Regions from separate parts of the Sus scrofa genome. Here regions 2 and 3 are each linked to region 1. The links are chromatin contacts, called in public HiChIP or PLAC-seq maps. All regions are on one chromosome and are shown on one strand. The core of a region is the stretch at or near the end of the contact, and the rest is flanking DNA. Distances in the headings are between cores, read along the strand shown. Region 1 overlaps RASA2 (ras GTPase-activating protein 2). Region 2 has its middle 87 kb from the start of ZBTB38. Region 3 has its middle 120 kb from the start of ZBTB38.

The links. HiChIP or PLAC-seq counts read pairs in DNA pulled down with a chosen protein or histone mark.
Region 2: an H3K27ac HiChIP or PLAC-seq map of alveolar macrophages shows a contact between it and region 1. The contact joins two enhancer-like sites. A contact is called at or near these places in 11 of 47 Hi-C or Micro-C datasets (brain, embryonic fibroblasts, heart right ventricle and 7 more) and 1 of 2 datasets of contacts at active chromatin or transcription factors (alveolar macrophages).
Region 3: an H3K27ac HiChIP or PLAC-seq map of alveolar macrophages shows a contact between it and region 1. The contact joins two enhancer-like sites. A contact is called at or near these places in 1 of 47 Hi-C or Micro-C datasets (liver) and 1 of 2 datasets of contacts at active chromatin or transcription factors (alveolar macrophages).

The regions. Positions count from the first base shown.
Region 1 is chr13:82,302,235-82,304,934 of Sscrofa11.1, reverse strand. RASA2 (ras GTPase-activating protein 2) reads right to left here. Exons shown (of 24, transcript XM_021069545.1): 8 at 448-524. Among named protein-coding and RNA genes, the nearest start is that of RASA2, 73 kb to the right of the region's middle. Within about 2 kb of position 1,289, at least 3 of the 83 cell types and tissues checked have an H3K27ac peak or open chromatin away from gene starts, as enhancers often do. A contact at or near this core is called in alveolar macrophages, where this site is marked.
Region 2 is chr13:82,100,451-82,103,150 of Sscrofa11.1, reverse strand. It overlaps a transcript of ZBTB38 not described here. Among named protein-coding and RNA genes, the nearest start is that of ZBTB38, 87 kb to the left of the region's middle. Within about 2 kb of position 1,285, at least 23 of the 83 cell types and tissues checked have an H3K27ac peak or open chromatin away from gene starts, as enhancers often do. A contact at or near this core is called in alveolar macrophages, where this site is marked.
Region 3 is chr13:82,069,489-82,072,188 of Sscrofa11.1, reverse strand. It overlaps a transcript of ZBTB38 not described here. Among named protein-coding and RNA genes, the nearest start is that of ZBTB38, 120 kb to the left of the region's middle. Within about 2 kb of position 1,443, at least 44 of the 83 cell types and tissues checked have an H3K27ac peak or open chromatin away from gene starts, as enhancers often do. A contact at or near this core is called in alveolar macrophages, where this site is marked.

The DNA.
Region 1 (2,700 bases), core at 40-2,539:
ATGGAAGTTCCCAGGCGTGGAATAGGAGCTGTAGCTGCCAGAGTATGCCACAGCCACAGCAATGGCAGATCTGAGCCGCATCTGCAACCTATGCCATGGCTTGCAGCAATGCCGGACCCTTAACCCATGGAGCTAATCCAATCAAACCTTCATCTTCATGGATACTAGTCAGGTTTTTAACCTGCTGAGCCACAATGGGAACTCCTGGTCATTTTGTTTTTAAAATAAATACACCTTGACTATTTCTGCAAAGAAATCAGAATTTGAAGATAATCTGGATTTAAAATTAGATGCATGTTCCTCTAAGTTTGTTTTTTTCCCTTGTAAGTTTCATTGATCAACTTGCTAAAAAGAATTCTGTTATGCTTGATTCACCTTTTTCAGTTAAATTTAGGATTTTCTTTTGGCACAGAAAAATTTAATTCTGTAAAACCCCAAAACACATACCTAATCTCCAGCTTTTCAATGTCCTCCTCTTCTACCTGGAACTGGGACTTTCTGGTATAACTACTGGATCTTGTTACCTATAAACAAAATATTTTAATATAAGAATTTTAAAATACCTTTTCACTACCTGAACTTTACAAAACTACCAGTCCTAAAAGGTTCAACAGCGTTTATTAAAAACAAAGGAAAATGCCTAAGTAATATTTTACTCAAAAGCTAAATACAAGAATAGCTATGGAAGTAGCAGAGAGGTAAGGTGGTGTAAAACTATCAAAATCAATCTTGCCTCCATACCCTTCCTTATCAGTTTGATACACAGCAACACTGGGTTCTCTGGCTTGCATGTAATCTGTCGGTGACTCAGAGTAAAAGCATTCTATTTCAGTGAAGACTTTCCCACATTTCTTAAGATGCCAATGCCACCCTCACACTTCCTTCTCACATTTTTACCGAAAGTATCAAGGCCACCGCAGGAACTTCCTCAACTACTGTCCACCTGAGCACGTCTGTTCTCACCTAGCCCTGTCGTTACTTGATGAGTTTTCTCATCCTCTTCTGAACAAGAGCATGAGATGATCCTCCTCTTTTCTAAGACTGCTCCACCCACACACAGGATGCAGTAAGCATACAGTAAGCATTCAATCTATTTTAATTACAGCTTTCTTTACCAGACTGTTCACCTCACTCGAGTCTGAGAAAAATTCTCCCCTTAAATTACGGTCTTCCTATCTCTTTCCTTTCACAGACAAATATCTCAAAACTGTTATCCATCCTTACAGCCTCCACTTCCTCACCACCCACTCACTACAGAAACTCCTTACAATCTGGCTTCCTCACACATCACCCTCCTAAAACCCTCTCTTAATCACCAAGTCTGATGATGAATTCTTAGTTCTCACCTTCCTTGACCCCTTTATCTGAATGAGTGACCATAGAGTCATACTCCCTTTTCCCCAAGATACCCTTTTCCTGCGTTTACAGAGGCACTATCCTGGCTACTTCCGCTCCCTTTGCTTCTTTCTCTGGTACCTCTTCTTCCTCGAAACTTAGAGATATGGGTGTTCTCCAGGTTTTATCTTTCATTTTGCTCTAAGAGCTGCACAGTGCTGTGCAGTTTACAAAGTGCTTTCACGTCCATTATCTCCTGTGTTCATCAGAACACTGCTCTGAAGCAGGCAGGGCTAGATTTATTACCCTCATCTTGAAAATGAGGAAGCTAAAGTACAGAAATTAAGAGACATACTCAAAGCTGAATACTTAATATGTGGCAAAACTGAGCTTCTTTACTTTTCTTCTTTATTATATACCTCTGCTCCCTGGCTTTTTCTTGACTCTCTGCAAGCAATTCTTGATTCTTTATCTATAACCATCACGCATCCTAGTTATGAACTTCCTATGGGAAGACTTTACATGTCAAACCTCAAGCTCATTATGCCCCAAACTGAACCACTTATGTTTTCCTTCTTAACTTTTCTATTTTTCCAGATTTGAAATCATGAGAACATTTGACTTCTTTTACCTTTTCTGCTATAACTGATTTGTTACCTTGCCATTTGCAGTTTCTTTCTCATTCGTTTCTTCCTATTTCCATATTATTCTCTTAGATCAGACCCCTGCCTCCCTCTTGCTTTTTCCTTTCTTTTTACCCCCCTTTTTACAGCCATACTTGTGGCATATGGACGTTCCCAGGCTAGGAGTCAAATTGGAGCTGCAGCTGCCGGCCTACACTACAGCCACAGCAACAATGGATCCCAGCTGAGTTTGCAACCTACCACAGCTCACGGCAACGTCAGATCCTTAACCCACCAAGTGAAGCCAGGGATCAAACCTGAGTCCTCATGGATACTAGTCAGGTTTGTTACCGCTGAACCAAGACAGGAACTCCGCTTTTTCCTTTTTTTAAAAAACACCTAAACTACAATATTCTCTTGATCTCTGTTCTCTCTCTCTCAGCCATCTAGCCCACAGACCATGGTTAATTCTTCCCAAAACACTGCATTACTCTTATTACCTCCCAGCTAAAAAACATTCAGTGGGTAACATGGCACGTCAGCTTGGCTTTCAAGGCCTTTCATTAGTTGGTCCTACTTTATCTTTTCAAGCTCAGTTCCATCACTCCTTTTTAGTCAAATCACTACTTGCTACTCTTTGGACATAACTGCTTTTCCGACTCTATGTCTCTGCTCAAAATGTTCCTTCTCTAATACTCTTTCCTTTGGCTCCACTCAGCAGGAGCAGAGCTCTCCAAAATCT
Region 2 (2,700 bases), core at 36-2,535, 200 kb after region 1:
AAGGAAACAATAGAAAATTTCCAAGGGCATTACAAGTAAGACTTTTGTAATATTTGTGTAGGCTGGTCTCTCTGTTAAACACATTTCTTACTGTGGTTCAAGGTTTTTTAAAAGTTTAAAAAATGGTGTTAGGGATTTCCCATTGTGGCTCAATGGAAACGAACCTGACTAGTATCTATGAGGATGCAGGTTCAATCCCTGGCCTTGCTCAGTGAGTTACAGATCCGGCGTTGCTGTGAGCTGTGGTGTAGGTCGCAGATTTGGCTTGGATCCCACACTGCTGTGGCTGTGGTATAGGCCAGCAGCTACAGCTCCGATTCAACCCCTAGCCTGGAAACTTCCATTTGCTACACGTGTAGCCCTAAAAAGCAAAAAAAAAAAAAAAAAAGGTATCTCAGTTTCATTAAAGTATTAAAATATCTCATAAAAGCAGAAAGTAGCACACCTCATTTTAATGGGGATCAAAAGCATATGTTCCATTGGTAATAAAGGATTTGGGGACACTGAGGCCTTTTATTGTAACTTATAACACCTTGGTGGAGGAATAGCTTCTTTTAGCTGTGTGGACCTACATACACCGAGTTCCTCTCCCCACTCTCCCTGCCCACCATGCTACCTCTCAGCCATCACCTCCTCTCACATCCACGATATCTGCATATCCATACCCTGAACTTGCATGGGGGTTTCTATTTTTATATATTCCATCTCATTTGATTCTCAGAACTACCCCATGAAGTCCAAAGGTCAGATCCAAATCCAGGCTTGACCATTTAACTCAGTATGTAACCTTAAACAAGTAACTTAACTTCTTAGCCTGTCTTCTGAGCTCTATTATAACATGACCAGAAAGGTTAAGAGAATTAGCCAACATCACACAGCCTAGAAGTGGCAGGACCAGGAAGAGAACTAGATCTTTCACCTCTAGTCTGCCTTTTCCACAGACTCTCCTCATAGAGAGGCATAACCTCTTTTTAGTGATATGACAGACGTTGGATGTAACTGCCTACAAACAATGTTGAAAAAGCAAAGAACATTTTGCACTCTTCCACCATATCTAAAAGCAATGGCTTTTATGGCACAAAGCACAAGACAAATAGCCTTTCAAGCCTCGTGGTTAAGAGTTATCACTCTCAACATCAAAGGCTATTTATTGAGGGCTGGGGCATTGGGAATAGAGACAGCAAAGTCCGCCCGAGAAGGGGAAAACAAGTGTTCCCCACCCCCACCCCACCTCCGTTTTGTTCTCTGTATTGTAGAGTGCTCCCTCTAGTGGCTCTGAAGGAAAACAGCTTTTGTAAAGCCCATTTATAGACTCCATATTGATTCCGTCAGAGAATGTTGGTGTTTTAAGGTAGCTAGAGAGCAGGTGGTCACGGTCTCTCTTCATTGATGAGAAATTGAGGATTACAGCAGCAGGGTCCCAACCCAGGCGATTCTGCCCCCAGGGAACACTGGCAACGTCTGTAGACATTTTTAGCTATCATTTGGGGTGGTGGTTGTTTGGGGTGATGCTACTATCATGGATACATAGAAGCCAGGGATCTGCTAAACAGCCTACAGAAAACAAGACAGTGCTCTCAGCGAAGAATTATCCAGTCCCAAATGTTAATAACGCTGAGATGGCTTAGAGAAATAGTGTGAGCCTCCCAAGGACTTACATCTCCCCCCCCCAACCCCCCGCACTTTAATGAGATATAATTGACACATACACAAAGACTTGCAGCTTATTCACAGCTTATGACAGCTCAGGCTAAGTGCTTTCTTTCATTTAAAATGTTACTATTAGAATTTTGAAAAATTCTAAGGCAATATATGCTTATAATTAAAAGCAATAGAATAAAAGCCTTTTTTCATCACTCCTTTGCATAATTAATGTTAACATCCTTGGTGGGTTTATTAGGTAGGACTATATTAAAATGCCACTTTTAGGAGTTCCCGTCATGGCTCAGTGAAAACGAACCTTACTAGTATCCATGAGGATGCAGGTTCGATCCCTGGCCTTGCTCAGTGGGTTAAAGATCCGGTGTTGCTGTGAGCTGTGGTGTAAATCACAGATGCGGCTGGGATCTGATGTTGCTGTGGCTTTGGTGCAGGCCAGCAGCTGATTGGACCCCTAGCCTGGGAACCTCCATATGCCATGGGTGTAGCCATAAAAAAAGGAAAAAAAAAAAGCCAATTTTAGATCATTTTCCAATTACAAAAATGGTGATTTCCTATGGTAAGACTTAAGATGTTCATCTGCTTTTCCATGTGTTCACCAAGACAAGCCTCAATCCACCTACAGAGGATTCTTTTAACTTTGCTTGTTGTACCAAAATTGGATTATGCTACCGCTTGCATTTTTTAATTTAGTAAATTGTGACCCTCTCTTCAGATCAAAAGTAAGGATCTCCTATATGTTTCCAGAAGCTGGAGATGCTCGGTACTGGGGATCCAAGTAGCTTAGATGGCCTATAACAGGACATTAAGTGACACTGCATCATGTGGTGTGTGTCTATCACTCTGAGACTTGAGAGTTCACTCTTCTATAGAGAGCTTGGCTCAGGATTAGGAGTTTCTGTAGGCTGTGCTATCTAACTAGAGATGATTAACATCCTTTTGTTGTCTTCATATTTATTATTACAGATACTTTCTAGTGATAGCAAGTACTATTGGCTTTCCATTGACTTCAGTGCTATAAAACTTTTCATAACAAATTTT
Region 3 (2,700 bases), core at 194-2,693, 230 kb after region 1:
TGTGGCTCAATGGTAACGAACCTGACTAGTTTCCATGAGGATGCGGGTTCAATCCCTGGTCTTGCTCAGTGGGTTAAAGGATCCAGCATTGCCATGAGCTGTGGTGTAGGTTGCTGATGTGGCTCAGATCCCATGTTGCTGTGACCGTGGCATAGGCTGACAGCTACAGCTCCAGTCTGACCCCTGGCCTGAGAACTTCCATATGCGGAGGGCGCAACCCTAAAAAAAGACAAAAACAAAAAATTAACATTATGTGAAATCTCCATACAGAAGAGACACAAGGCTACTGAGCTCTGGGTTTCTTCTCTCTGCACCCCTCCTCCACTAGCAACCACAGGCTCCCCTAAAACCCCAGGGCCCTGGGAACAAACATTAGGTGCATTGTTCAGGGCGGCAGCTTGTTTCATCCTTATCTCAGGCAAACATCAAGCAGCACCCATTACATATAACAGACATACTACAGCCTGCCCCAAGCTCTGGAAGCGCTCTGGAAACTCACCAAAGTGAAAGACACATCCCCAAAACAAAGGAGAGGCAGGGCAGATAAGATGCCAGCAGCCGTCAACCAGAGCCCTGCCCAGTACAATGTGTCACAAGTACACTTAGGGCCCAGAGAAGGGAGGAGAGGCCGGCTAGAAATTGCAGGGCTTCCTCAGGGTTTCTGTAGATTTGCATATGAAGACAGAGTAAAATCTGAGGAGTGGGAGTGGTGAGTGCATCCAGATAGGAGGAGAAGCACCAGCAAGGGTGGAAATGTCTGTCCTGTGTCCAGGGGATGGTTAGCTGATGAATCTGGTTGGAGAACAGGGCATTTGGAATGGGAAAATGGAAGGAGTCAGAATTTGAATGAAAGGCTAGGAAAATTCAACTCATTTCCGAGACCATCAAGAGCTCTGAAAGAATCAACTTAGGAGAAAAAAAAAAAAAAAAAAAACATTAGGAAAAAGAAAAACAAGATAAGAGCAAAAACCAGACGTCAAGCTGTTCACATGTCTTCAGGAAAAGAGAAGGGTCAGCAGAGGGAAACTTTGATGACACATTTTCCACTGCTGACCCTCCCCCTAAAAGGGACACATGCCTTGTGACCAACAAAGACAAAATGCATTATCTCCACTTAATCATCACACATCAAGCAGCGAGGTGACTCATGTAAAGTCACCCAGCTAAGGACTCCAGGGGTCTTGGCTCACAGGTCTTCTCAGAAGATTCCTCTCCAGCAAGGACACATGATCTCCAGACTCTTGTGCAGGGGCTGGTGAGAACAGTCTCCCACTAGCTCTTGTGCTTCTCAGACCTTCCTCTTTCTGCCCAAATCCAGGAATGGGGAACACCCCAACTCCCTCCGAGCCCAGCCTCGGCTTACAGCTCCAGCTTATGACACACAGCCAGAGGAATTCAGAGAAGAATGGCCTTCTGTTGAAACCTCTCCAAGATCATCACAGTGAAACACCCACACAGGACATGCACACACAGGCATGAGCAATAGTGATGAATGGGTCCTGGAAGGGTGAGGGCTGCACTCCATCTGCCCTGATGCTACTTAACTTCCCTGGGGATGATGGTTTAAGATGTTCCCTCACCAGACATAGTTTGGCCGTAACATTTGGGCTGGCCACCTCTCTCTGCCTCCGTGTCCCTTACATAATCAAGAATCCAGAGACAGGGGGAGGATGGGCGAGAAATGAGGTATAGAGTCTGAGTATCTTGCACAAGGTCATCAGACAAGGGGCTACATTGGCTCCCCTCTCATCCTGCTCCTCGAGTTCCAGAGGCTAGGTTCTGTCCAACAGAATGGACCAGAATGACATCATCAGAAAAGGGGACAAAGAGGAAGGCAGACAGCACTGCACATCCCTAATCAGGTGGAGGAAGGCTTTCCCGGAGGAGACTGTGCTGGACTTCCCAGCACCTCTGCTGAATTCCCAGGAGTCTGTTCCTGACACACTGGGGGCTGAGGGGAGGGCACCTTACAGTCAGGAGAGCGTGTCAACCGCAGTTCAGCCAGTGACTCAGCACTGGTGGGAAGGTCAGACCTCCCTGAGGGCACCGGCCTGCAGTCAACACTGGGCTTATCCACTTCCCAACATCCGCCCTCACATGTGAGGAGTAAACTCCTCCCGGTGACTGTGCTGCTTCTCTTCCGTAATACGCATGCCATCTCCCTTTCACTGGTTCTCTAATCCAACTAGTTTTCTAAATTTACAATAGTGTGCACCTGAATAAAAAAAAAATCTCAGTACCAAAGGCTGTTCAATAAAAATAAGCAATAGAGGTTTAAGGATAAATTTCTAGTTCTTGACAGACACACTAGTGTAGGGCAGCTTCACACACTTCCCATTTTTGCAAGAAACTAACCCGATTTGTGTGTCCTTCCGCTTTCGCGCTCCTTCACCCCAGCCCTAAGCTCTGGCCCCGGGACTGCCTGATCACATGGCAACAAAGTTCATAATGCCTTTGTTCTGTTCTAGAAATAGAATTGATTGTGCTTCATCTAAAGCTTGATTCTTAGAATTGAAAACAAACCACCAGCGCTTACGATATTTTGGTTGTGTACAAATTGTTCCCTCCAGAGGAAAGTGGACACCCTCAGAGAAGGACATGCAGACATACCACTAAACTTGCGCTGCTCCAAGGAAAATAAAATTAACGAAGTTGGGAGGACTGGGGAGGGGATGGAGTGGAGGGAGCATTCAAGTTATT